Linked DNA regions of Triticum aestivum: all the other regions are linked to region 1. The links are chromatin contacts, called in public Hi-C maps. All regions are on one chromosome and are shown on one strand. The core of a region is the stretch at or near the end of the contact, and the rest is flanking DNA. Distances in the headings are between cores, read along the strand shown.

What was found. A called contact is a pair of places that touch in the nucleus more often than the background predicts.
Region 2: a contact with region 1 is called in a Hi-C map of leaf, with 4 times the contacts expected there. The contact joins the promoter of LOC123123647 here to the promoter of LOC123123648 in region 1. A contact is called at or near these places in 2 of 5 Hi-C or Micro-C datasets (both in leaf) and 1 of 1 datasets of contacts at active chromatin or transcription factors (leaf).
Region 3: a Hi-C map of leaf shows a contact between it and region 1, with 4 times the contacts expected there. The contact joins the enhancer-like site here to the promoter of LOC123123648 in region 1. A contact is called at or near these places in 3 of 5 Hi-C or Micro-C datasets (leaf and an unstated tissue) and 1 of 1 datasets of contacts at active chromatin or transcription factors (leaf).

The regions. Positions count from the first base shown.
Region 1 is chr5D:541,813,564-541,817,976 of IWGSC CS RefSeq v2.1, forward strand. LOC123123648 (cytochrome P450 71A1) reads left to right here and starts at 2,469. Exons shown (of 1, transcript XM_044544199.1): 1 at 2,469-4,255. The coding sequence starts at 2,612. The coding sequence ends at 4,159.
Region 2 is chr5D:541,632,890-541,637,302 of IWGSC CS RefSeq v2.1, forward strand. LOC123123647 (translocase of chloroplast 101, chloroplastic) reads left to right here and starts at 2,211. Exons shown (of 1, transcript XM_044544198.1): 1 at 2,211-4,413. The coding sequence starts at 2,357.
Region 3 is chr5D:541,653,851-541,658,263 of IWGSC CS RefSeq v2.1, forward strand. No RefSeq gene overlaps it. Among protein-coding and RNA genes, the nearest start is that of LOC123123647, 21 kb to the left of the region's middle. Within about 2 kb of position 2,546, at least 2 of the 8 cell types and tissues checked have an H3K27ac peak or open chromatin away from gene starts, as enhancers often do.

The DNA of each region.
Region 1 (4,413 bases), core at 1,219-3,718:
TTTTTAGGCTCCTAATTAGACCGGCTTTAATCTCAGTTTAATTGGCTTAGTAGAATTAGACTCCTAACTAGACGAGAAGCGCCGCTAGGTTCTCTCTCTAGTTTTCTCACAGTTCTTCTTTCTGGACGTCGAAGGTCTGTCAGACTACTACTCGGGACGCGTGGATACCTTGGACGGCTCGTCTACTTCGACTCCCGTCTCAAAGATCATCCTCGCGGCTGCGAGGTACTACTACTACCCACGTCGTCCCGATTTATTAGGTCGGGCGTTTAATTCTATTGATGGTCCCGTGGAAAGATTGGCCATGCAGGCAAGGGAGAGAAAAAGGTTGTTACATGCACGCTATTCATTGGGTACAGACACACAGGAGAGAAAAAGTGCATGCATGGGAGAGAGGTCCAAGAGATTAGCAATAAAATATCCTTGGTCATGTTCCTCCGGCTCGCGGGATTGCTTACCACATGTGTCACGTGGTCCGGCTCGCGGGACTTGAAAACTCGGGCGGAGGTTGTATAACCTAACTACGGGAATCCGCGGGAATCTTTGCGCTACACCGACTTGTCACTGCTTTCGCTACTCTGCTCATCGGTGAGTTTGACTGTTACCGCCATCTTCATAGTGTTCCTGGGTGTGACCGTGTAGCACAAAAAAATTGTGTTGCACGTTCCCCTACATAAGGGGTATCCACTTATATCTCAAGCGGCTCAACATGACTTGGTAAATTCGATTACGAAAATAAAGATATGACCATGATGTGATATATTGATACTGGTGATTTATCGGATCCCTACAATGCCAGATCACAGACAAAGTTCACTGAAATAACTGAAATCATCTAAATAGACTCTAATGATTACCTCCACTAATCATTATGAAACAATTGCTTCATATGAAGCATTGCAAAATGTGCATGGCTTAGTAGAATGATTGACCACACTCAAAATTATGTAGCTAAGATCCATCAGAATCACATATTATTATCTAGCAGGATAATATCACTTGTACCATTCAAATGCATTTGGGTTATGTGAAGTGTAATATGACAAGCAAATTACTCATAAATTATGTATCTATACAAATTATTGAAAAGTGAGGAGTTAATTTAGAAACAAAATATAGTGAGGATCTAATAGATTATTCAAAGTGTCATTACCATCTTCTACATTCCATAATCATGTCAATGGAACTGGTATAACACATCCTCCAGATTTGCAGTGTTCAAAGGGAGTAAACACCCAAATTATAACATGTTGACAATCATCAGGTTGCATATATTGTACTCTTTTTCCTTCATGATTCTTCCCTTATGATTTCTCATAAAAGGTTCTAAATGATACAAGTGTGCACATATGTCATATTAAATATAGATACAAGTGTCCACATATGTCATATTAGTTTTTCCTTATATTTTCCCGCTGGATTTTATATGAGTTCTCAATGGTATATCAGATCACATTCTTTAGCCTTATTAGTTTTCCTATCAAATTTTCTAATAACGGGTTTTAGTGAAGCAAAATATTTTAAGATCATATGCAATATTTTCAAGCTTTTCCCCACCGGAATTATAAAGGAAAATATACAAAGCACATTTATTGCTCTCTACACTAACCAATGAGTGTTCTCCCTTCTCAAAGGTTTTGTCATTTGAGCTATAGGAGACAATAACCATTATATGTTGCATCATTTTTTTTCTTATTATTTTTTCACTGGATTTAAAGAAGCTTTAGAACGTTTCTGTACAATTCTCCACATATTTTTCCACAGGTTTTTTGGTGGAGAATTTCGAGACTATAAAAGGATTTCTTAAAATGAAAGATGAATATACAAGAAGCTTTTAATGATAGATTATTCAAGAAGCGGTGTTGTGCAAGGAGAATTTTTCAGACGCTTCCCTTTTTTTCTCTCTCACAATATGTAACCGGCATCTCTCTGAGGGGTCCCTTCGACTTGTATATATAGCTTTGCATCAATGAAATCCAACACAGTTCTATCAGTTACTTCTCATTCTTCATAATAAGAATGAATGGCTGATTCTCCATTGATGCGGATGTGGATATGGACGTTGGGTCCGAATGCTCCATTTATGGGTATTATCTCCAAGACCCATTCCTCAAAAAGGAAATCTCCATTAGTGAAGTTGGTCGTCGCCATGTTGGTAGAACCTCCATTGAGGCATATCCTTCTCCCCCATAATATTGTGGCATGCTTAATTCGTCGCCATCAGTTGTCGGACCACAATGGAGAATCGATATGTGGCTAGAGAGCGAGTGACATTAATAGGGTCTAGGAGGAGCAAACATGAAGGGTGAAATAAACGAAAATGAATTTGTATTTGTGGATGGAGAAGAAAAGCGTCAGGCTAGCTAGGAGGAAGAAAATCGGGGTGTGCGGGTTGAAAACAACATGTTCGGTAGGAGGGCGAAAACCGTGGCGTGTATGTTGACAACAATTCGTAAGGGGAGGAAGAAAATTATGATGTGGTGGCTGGAAATGGCACATTCACTTGTGCTCAATATATATATGTCCCTTTTGTGTTTTGTGTAGAGAATATATGTCATCGTGGCAATGCACCGGCTTCTAACCAGTACACGACACAAGCTAGCTAGCTAGAATGGTTGCAGAAATGGTTGTTGCGCCGTTGAACTCGCCCGCGCTCATCACCGCCCTCGCCTTCCTTGTCTTGGTGATCACCCTCCTCGTCTCCACCAGGCGCCGCAGCAACGCGCCGCGGCTGCCCCCGTCGCCGCGGGGCCTGCCGGTCGTCGGCCACCTCCACCTGCTCGGGAGCCTGCCGCACCGAAGCCTCCGGTCCCTGGCCTCGTCCCTCGGCCCGGTCATGCACCTGCGGCTCGGCCGCGTGCCGACAGTCGTGGCGTCCTCCCCGGCCGCGGCGGAGGAGGCCATGAAGACCCGCGACCTGGACTTCGCCGGCCGCCCCAGGCTCCTCATGGTCGACCGCTTCTACTACGGCACCGGCGGGATCGGCTTCGCGCCCTACGGCGACCACTGGCGCCAGGCGCGCCGCGTCTGCGCCGTCCACATGCTCAGCGCGCGCCGCGTCGCGTCCCTGGGCCGCGTGCGGGCGCAGGAGGCCGCCGCGCTCGTCGGCCGGGTCCGCCGCGCCGGCATCTCTGGCGGCGTCGTGAACCTGAGCGACAGCCTCAACGGCTACTCCAACGGTGTCATCTCCCGCTGCACGCTCGGCGACGCGGACTGCGGGGTGGAGGGCGGCGGCGCGAGGCTGAGGAAGGCGTTCGGCGAGATGGAGGAGCTGCTGGGCACGGTGCCCATGGAGGAGACGGTGCCGTGGCTGGGATGGGTGGACACGGTGACAGGGCTGGAGCGGAAGGCCAAGCGCGTCTTCGAGGAGATGGACGGGCTGCTGGAGCGGGTCATCGCCGACCACCGCCAGCGACGCCGTGCCGCCGCCGCCACCGGGGACGTTGAAGACTTTGTGGACGTGATGCTGGACGCGGACGAGCTGGACACGGGCAGCATCAAGTCCATCATCCTGGACGTGCTCGCCGCCGCCACGGCCACGACCTTCGCGCTGCTCGAGTGGGCCATGGCGGAGCACATCAACCACCCGCACGAGATGCGCAGGCTCCAGGCCGAGGTCCGCTCGGCCGTCGGCCCCGGCCCCGGCGCCGGCGCCGTCGTCACGGAGGCCCATCTCCCGCGCCTGCCGTACCTGAAGGCCGTGATCAACGAGACCCTGCGGCTCCACCCGCCGTCGCCGCTGCTGCTGCCGCGGGAGACGCTGGAGGACACCCGGCTGCTGGGCTACGACGTGCCGGCGGGCACCCGGGTCCTGATCAACGCGTGGGCCATCGGCCGCGACCCGGCGACGTGGGGGCCCCGCGCCGAGGAGTTCGCGCCGGAGAGGTTCGTCGGGTACGGCCTCGGCGGTGCCGGGCAGGACTTCTCGTTCCTGCCCTTCGGCGCCGGGAGGAGGGGCTGCCCAGGGGTGGAGTTCGCCATGCTGTCCAACGAGCTGGCGCTGGCGAGCCTCGTGCATGGCTTCAACTGGGAGCTGCCCGGCGGGAGGGCGCCGCCGGTGGACATGAGCGAGCTGTACGGCATCTCCGTGTGCCTCAAGGCGCCTCTGCTTCTGGTCGCCAAGCCGTGGTCGTCCATGGATATGGATGGCGTTGAATGAGCTAGGATCGACGGTGCTTCTTTTTTCTGGATATATAATACTGCAATAATGCTAAAGGTACAAAGAGTTGCACGCAATTACACGTTGACTAGGATCCTTTTTTTTTAAATGGAGGCAAAATATTTTCCCTAGTCTATTTTAATTAAAATTTAAAAGAGTGTACAAATAATTACAACTTGATCCAACTGCACATTAAAACGAGCCCTACTCTCGCAGCATGATTGAACTCGAGTGTTTTGTGCCCGCATCCCTAG
Region 2 (4,413 bases), core at 961-3,460, 180 kb before region 1:
TTCGTGTCATTTAAGAATGTTCACATGTTTTACAATATGTTCATGATTTTTTGAAAAATTTAATGCATTTTTGTAATTATTTACATAATTTTTAAATATATTTCATACCATTCAGATATCAATATGGATTTGAATATTTTCATATTTATTCGAGAACAATGTAACATGTATTTGTAAAAATGTTACTACAATGAAAACAATGTTCATGTAATTTTTAAAAATTGTTTTGTGGCATTAAAAACAATGTTCGACGTGTATCTAAAAAATATTTAACATGTATTTGAAAATGTTCATCATATATTTGAAAATGACCAATGTGTATAAAAAATATTCCAAATGTCTTCAAGAAAAATTACAATATGTATTGAAAAAAACACAGGAAGAAAATCGGTAAAGAAACATAGAAAACCAAAATAAAAAAGAAAACTGAAAGAGAAAACACACATAAAAAAGAAAAGAATAATCCATATGGAAGCTACTAAAACCGATGTGAATCGATCATAGACGCTTCCTAAAACCCGTTCCAATGGAACTCATATTGGGCCGACCCATCTCGCGATCACCTATTGCGAGACAGAGTAGATATAGCTCTCGCGCTTAACAAATGGAGCAGAATGAACTCATCAAACCTGGCTTAGATCTCGATGCATCGCGTCTAGACAAGCAAGTTAGAAGAAATGCCGACTCCACTGTCGTTGAACCATAAATCCCGATCCTAGACCAACATCTTGTCCCAGATGTTGATGATGAAAGATAGCAAACCACCAGTGACCCACAAAATAACTTATATCGCCAGTGTGAACAACAGGCAAGAAAACGAGGACATTTACTTGACGACACCACATCAACTATTGACATGGTGAAATATCTAAGACAAATTTATTCGAGATGGTGTCACTCTCACCATTATGGGCAAGAGAAACAGGGATCTGCAGGTGAAGGGATGGCTGGAGGAAGGTGGATACCTTAGCAAAGCAAACATATATAGGAACATCAACTGGTCCATCTTCCTAATAAATATGGTTCACGATAACGAGCTTGTGAAAATAAAGAGGTGGATTTTGACATTTATCATAACAACATTACCACATAATGCAAATATCAAGACTTCAGTTTACTTTCATTTGGGAAACAAGACTCGATGATTCCCAGGAGTGTAGAGTACGTTTAACCAACACTAGCATGCATGTATGTAACTTTAACCAACACTATCATCCATGTATGTAACTTATACCTTCATATCATCTTCTACAAATAATTACACCTTCTCAACCACACGGAAGCAATCCTAACAATAATAAATAAACAAATGTACTAAGCATAATATTTGCCAAGAAATCTAGAGGTTCAAATAAAGGCATTGACAAGGGAGGGTTCCATTTAAAATATCAAGACTGTGCGGTGTAAATAAAAACAACAATTAAATTTCACATTGACTATCACCTCATATTAAATCAAAGATCTAGTAAATGATATAAAGTCTTGAAATATTAAGGCGAAGGATAAAAAAAATTCAGTTTGAGACACATGCTCCAAGAAATATAGCAAAAAGGGAGTTCAAGGACAGTTGGATTGAATGGACTTGATTATGATGATCATCTCATCATGTGATATAATCTGCCTTATTGAATAAAGAGTAAAATGCGTCATAATTCGTAATACTATCAGAGATGTGTCAGTTTAGTCCTATATCTTCGAAACTGCAGTTTTAGGTCCTAAAACTATTGAAGGTGTGTCAGTTTTGTCCTATAGCTTTGAATAAATAACACGTGGCAACCTTTCAAAAGGAACATGTTAAACTTATTTTTACATATTTTCCTGCCTCTCATTATTTAAATTTTTTCTTCCACACAAAATAAACAAGAAAGAAAAAGAACAACTTGTCTTAAAAAAACACCTTGCTGTACACGTCCACCACTGCTTCACCCCCAAGAATTAATAAAACCCTCCAATGCAAGGCAACAAGAAGGGGAAAAAGATGATAATCCTAAGCAGCTAAAATCACCACACCACCACAAGATCCTATGGCCAGAGCCACAAAGTTCCAACACAAGGAGGAGGGAGCTGAAGAAACGATAGTAATAAAAACCCCAAATTTCACTCCAACAAGAGTCCAATTCCTGCCTCGAAGGATCCAAACCCTAGCCCATCCAAGATCCAACCCACCCTGCGGCTGAGGTCTCACCACCAACCCGACGGAATCCGGTCCTCCTCAACCCTCGGCCTCGCAACTGCCACCACTACTCCCGGACGGAGACCCGAGAGGCCGAGACCAATAAACAAACCCGCCCGCCGTAAAAGACTCAATTTTTATTCCACCTCGGCTCCCTCCGCCGCCCCGGCTACGCGCGGCGGCATGGCGCTCCTCATCCGCGCGCCGCTCACCTCCTTCGACGACTCCGGCGACGACGACGAAGGGTACGCATCCTCGCTCTCCTCCGGCGCCGCGTCGCCGTCCCGCTCTCCATCGACCTCGCCCCCCGAGGCCCCGCGCCCGCGCCCGCGCCCCGTCCTCGGCGCGCCGCGGGTGGCGGCGCAGCTCTCGTCGTCCACGGACGACGAGGCCGACCTGTTCGACGACGCCGCCGGCTCGTCCGGGGACGAGGTGCTCGAGGAGGTCTCCAACGGCTTCTTCCGCATCGCCAGGGTGCCCCCGCCGCCGCCCTCCCCCTCCTCGGACGAGGCCACGGCCCCCTCGCCCCCCGCTTCCGCGGCCGGGGCCGGCTCCTCCGCGTCCTCCTGGGAGAGCGAGTACTTCGGCGCGGCGGAGGGGGCCGAGGAGGAGGAGGCCGCCGCCGACGTGTTCGTCGACGCCGGAGCGGGGAGCGGGCTGGAGGAGGATGGCGGCGTCTTTGCGGCCTCCGCGGGCGCGGCCGCCGAGGGCTCGCTGGATGGGAGCTTCGTCAGCTCCATGAGCGTGCTGGATGACGGCGCGGCGTTCAGTGATTTGGTAAATCTCTCGGATATGTCCTTGATGAATGGTGGTAAACAGGGAGCTGAGGATTCTGGTGCTGAGGCTGTCAACGGTGTGGAGCCTGAGCCTTCCATTGGTGACGCTGGTGGCACCCGCATTGTGGATGCTTCAGAGGGGAATGCTGGGGGGTCTCAGCAGGAGCAAGTTGTCGTGGAATTGCCTCCTGCGGTGAATTCTTCTCAACAAGAAGAAGATGCTGGTCTTGACCTTCTCAATGATGACTCTGATGCAAAAGATACCACACCCAAGCATGAGGTTGCTGAATTGCCTCATGTGATCAGTTCTACAGAAGCAGAAGCTACTGGTCCTGAAATTCACAATGCTGATTCTGATGCAGAACATACCACGCCCAAGCATGAGGTTGTCACACATTCTGATGATGCCAGCCCTCAACATGTTGCCACAGGAGATGCCACTGTTGAGCCTGTGGAAGTTCATACCAATGTTGACAGCTCACAGTTTACTGTTGACGCGGGTCATCACAAGGTGGATGGTGAAACTGATGGCGATCATGAACCTTCTGGTGAACCTGCATCTGTACCAATCATTGGGACAAACAATGCTTTAGAATCTCCTGGAAAAGAAATGGAGGACAATGTGCCTGCCTCCAGTTTGGATGATTCAGATGAGGATCAGCTGGATGATGATTATGAAGCGGAGGAGTTGAGCGGAAAGGAGACTGAGCTTTTTGATTATGCAGCTTTAGCTGAGCTTCTCAGGGCGGCAAACAGATCACCTACACAGGGCAAGGCCAAGGTGTTTCCAGTTGAAACCTCTGATTCCATCCAACCATCCCATACCGTGGTCGGTGTCCCTAGGACAAGTGTGGCTTCTACCCATGTGCTGGATGCAGTTGCTGACCCGGAGAACACGATGACTGATGAGGAGAAGAAGTTGTACATAAAGGTGGACATGGCACGAATCAAGTATCTGCGTCTTGTGTATAGATTAGGGTATGACACTGAACATCAGGTACCTGTACAAGTGTTATATCGGCTCAGTCTCGTTGAAGGCTTCAGGCGCATAAGGATGGCAGACCATTCCTCAGAACTTGAGAATGCCTGGAGCAGGGCTTTGCAGCTTGAGACAGAGGGAACAGATGACTTGGAATTCTCCTGCAATGTATTGGTCCTTGGGAAGACAGGGGTGGGAAAGAGTGCAACAATAAACTCCATCTTTGGTGAGGATAAATCCAAAACAAATGCTTTTCTACCAGCAACATGTTTCGTGAAGGAGATTACTGGAGTTGTTGGTGGTGTTAAATTTCGTGTCATTGACACTCCAGGACTTGGGACTACAGTTAGGGATGGAAAATCAAACAGGAAAATGCTCAAGTCTGTTAAGAAGTATATCAAGAAATGCCCCCCTGACATTGTTTTGTATGTTGATCGGATCGATACCCAACGGCAAGGTGCAGACGACCTATCCCTATTGCAATG
Region 3 (4,413 bases), core at 1,296-3,795, 160 kb before region 1:
ATACTCGCATCTATGGAAAACGCTAGTTCCAGCAAAACAATGGCTGGTTGAAGCAAAATTTCTCGCCGGTCGCACCAAAAGTTGTGATCCTGGCAAAAAAAAAAAGGTTCTGTACTCACATACACGGCAAAATTGTTTAATGGTTCCAACAAAACCAATGGCTGGTTGAAGCAAAAAAAACATGTTGGAGGCCGTGGCTGTTGGTTTAAACATTTTACTATCATGGTTGTAGCACCTCCTGTCGCTGGTTCCAGCAAAAAGCTGGCCAGTTCCAGCATCGTCAGCGTCGTCGCAGCTCTTTCAACGCCCCCGGTTCCAGCAAGCCACGACGCGGTCCCAGCTTCCGCCAAGACTGGTTGCAGCATGTCTCGCTACGGTTCACATCTTCTCCGATGACCGGTCGCCGCTTGTAGCTCAGCCTCGTCGGAGCATGTAGCGTGAAGCTGGAGGACAACATATGCATGGGGGGGGGGGGGGGGCATGGCCAGGCCGTCGCCCCGAGCGTGCGGTTGCCCGTCTTGGCCAGTTGCAGCGCATAGGCCCAGCCGCCTTCGACACCGACGACCTCGCCTGCCGGCGTGGATAGAGGAGATGTTATGGCGGAGGGCTCTCACCAGCTGGCCAGATTGAAAGAAGGAGGGAGCGAAAGGGGAGGGGATTGAACAGAGCAAGGAGATGCGCTTCGTTTGGATAAGAAAAAAGTGATGGAGGAGATAAGGTTTCTGGGCCTGCACTGGATACGCGTGAGGGACGCGACTGGCCGACCGCTCAGCCGGTCGTCCGTTCCCAAATGTTTACCAAAAGAATTCTATGAGGCCGGTCTCATTCCCTAGCAGGTTAGAGCATCTCCAATAGATGGTCCAAATTTTGACGGTCCAAAACTGGAGATGTAAATTTTGGACCGCCAAAAAGTGCGTTTTGGAGCTCCGAAAAAGGCCAACTCCAACAGATGGTCCAAATTCATGGTCCAAAAGAGCAACTCCAATAGATGGTCCAAAACCGGCCAGCAGCCGCCCGGCTGCTGTTCAGCCGCTGTCCAGCCACTGTGCAACCGCACATATTTCAAAATAACATTAAAAAAATTCACGTCCACAATATCAAATTATTACATAGTTCTTTAGATCCAGGAGATGCAAAACAACACGTTGGGGAATCACCAAGTTTTGTCATTTTTTTACCTTGGGGAACTCATGTCCCAAGTTAAATCATCAAGTTTTGTCATTTTTTTTTACCTTGGGGAATTCCATTGAACACCTTGTGCGCGCGGTGGAAGAAGATGGCCACCGGTTGGATTGGCTGCTGCTGACGGCTGCGGTCGTCTCCGGACGGCGGCGGTGATAAGAAATGAGGTTGGAGGCCGGCCAAGAGGAGCTCGGCGGGCGGCGAAGACTAGTTTGGCAGCCGGGCGGAGGGCTTGCTGCGGCGGTCTTGCGGCCGGCGCAACGGCCGTGGACAGGCTCACAGCCGACAGGAGGTGGTCGGCGGCAGTCTAAGCCCCGGCGGAGGCCTACCGCGGCAGCCGGACCGCCGGAGGGGCCGAATCCCGCGCCGGCTGCCACCCGATTCGGCGGCGGGGAGGCGACGGGGGCGACGGCGGAGGGCGGCGGCAGGGATGTGAGGTGGTGGCGGCGCCGACGACGAGGTTTTGCGCGGTCGCGGCGGCGGATTCCGACCGGCTGTTCTTCGGGCGGGCGGACGGGAGCGGGCGGGAAAGGAAATGAAATGGCGGTTGGGCGTTCGCGGGCGGCGGCTGGTTTCGGACTAGATGCATCTCGTGATGTATATTTGCACCGCGAGGTGTTGTATTTTACATCACGAGGAGGCCGCAATCCAATTTTTTTTGCATATGGACCGTCTGTTGGAGCAGCGTTTTTGGCCCGAGACGGTCCAAAAGTTAGGTATTTTTACATATGGACCATCTATTGAAGATGCTTTTAGACCCATCTGGGATGGATGCCACCTGGCTACCACCATCTCAAAGCACAAGAATCCCGCCTACCATCGGCTTTCAATCCCAACAACCCATTCCCGTGTACATATCGTAAGCTGCCGATTGGCGTGTACGTACGCAACTACCACAATCGAGTGAATTAGGGTTAGCTAGTTTCGTCCTCCTGTTGTTCTCTACCATGGCGGTGCCCAGCGATCTCGTCGCCTGCGGCCACGTAGCACCACACCGCGTCTACTCGTCCATGGCCTCGCCGAACGACATCGGCGTCGGCAGTGGCCGCAGGCCATGTTGCTGGCCGTGCGGAATCCTCTTGCTGCCCACCGCTTGTCGTCATCGTCGGGGACAATCCCTGCATCACGGCCGCGGGATCGAGCTGATGCCCCTGTGACTGCGAGGTGCATGGTAGACGGGGTCAGCCGTGGATGGCAGCAGGGGCAGTCACGCGGCGGATGGAGCATATAGCGGCGGGAGATGGCATGTGAACTGCAAAAGAAGAGGCACCATGGGGGTGGTAAGAACAAATTGGGGAAGCTGCCTACCTTTTATTTTATTTTTGGACAAAGCTAATTTCTGAATTTTTTCGACAAAGCTAATTTCCGAACTCTCGGAATTCTGCAGGAGATCCGAATGACTCGTTTGTGGTTCGATTCCGATCGCGTGGGGCGCGCTCGCTTCCCTCTTTTCTGATTTTCGGTATCTTTGCGGTTTTTGTGGGATCCTAATTTAGGCATTTAATGACGATGCTAATTTACATGGGGACATGGGGCAGGTGAGCGTTAATCATGATATGTTTTCCTCGGCGCTAGCAATTTCGATACTTGTAGTTTTATAGCTTAAAAGAATCATGCTAAAGCTAGGAATTGAACTCAACACTTCATATTCAGATCTTTAACACATTAGCCAACTCACCCACTACTTGGCTCGTGTCGAGTTCAAATAAAATACCACTTTTTGACCACCCGAGGGGAAAATGTTGTTATAACATCCCCCAGTAACTTCTGTCTAAATAAGATGATAACTTATGTACCACTGACCTGATAACTTACGTATAAACCAGTGGCGGAGCTACAAACAAAAAACTGGACGGGTCAACTAATGAAGAGTATAACTTTTTTACGCAATCGCCTCCTCACCCAAGAAAAGCTTAGGGTTTATCTGCCTTCTGCCAGCGCCGCTGCCGGTTCGTCTCGTCTCCGATGGCCTTAGGTCAATGACGGCGTAGTGGATCCTGACCCTTGCCGACGGGAGGGCTATGTTTTAAAATGTTCCTTTAAGTTTTGTTAGGGTTTGTGTCCGGCTCAGAAAGGTGAGACGGCAGCAACTCCGTGGAGATAGAATTAGGTTCTCCTCGTCTAGCCCCCGTCTGGATGATGTGTCTATCATCATCAATGGGCGTGTAGAGGTGTGTTTCCGACGAATTTGTCCTCGGTGGATTTGTTCGGATCTGGTTTAGTTAATCTACGTCTGTGTTTCTTCAGGTTGGATTCTTTCGATTTACGCTAGTCTTTATCGGCGACGGTTTTTGTTATATTACGCTAGTTTTACGGGGCATTAGCACGACGACTTCCCGAGTAGCTCTTATATTTCTTTACAGAGAAAGTATATATATTTCATTGACAAAAAGAATACATTTTCTTATCTTAAGGGAAAGAAACACGGGTTGGAAAATGACCCTTTTTAAAATAGGAAAAAGTACCTGCAAAAAATAGAAAAGGGTGGTTTTTTGAGTTTTCTAATCTAAGAAAAAAAAGTCACATCAGACGAGCCGGTGAGGCCCATGTACCCAACGAGCCAGCAAACCGACGGCGGGCCAGGACGAGGACGCGTCGTCTTCCAGCTACTCTGCGCTCCGGCCGGCATGGCCGCCCGGCCACTTCTCCACCCGCTGGAACCAAAAGCAAGGGTGTCCCACTGCCATGTGCTTTGTGCTTATTCCATGAGCTATCTATCTCGAGTAGTAGATCTGAAATTATCCCCGCACACAAAAAAGAAAGATCTGAAATTATTCCTCTCTACAGTGAGACACAACGCACGAGGCTTGCTTCAGTGGCACGATCAGCCTCCCTCTCTGGCTCGCGCACAAAAACACACCCACACCCCAGTCAATCAGCTCCTCGTTGAAATTAAAGTTCCCACCAACCATCGCTGACAATCCATCACAGTCAATCAATGCATCAACTCATCTTTCTGACACGGTACACACTCACCAGCCACCGGCACTGCACGCACCGGCCACCGACACCCACGCGGCCGAGCCAAAGGCTGGACCGGACCGGCTCGTGCCCAGCCCGCGCACTCGGGCAAATTTGACAATTTTGACTTGTGAACGAAATTAATTCACAAAATGAAATGCCTCTAAAAAATTTCATTCGTCTGACCTTTTCGAGTGGCACCTGACACACAGACGCCCTACGGTGCAGCGCCTAGCTCCGGGACGTTGCACCCCTGTCCAGCGTGACAAC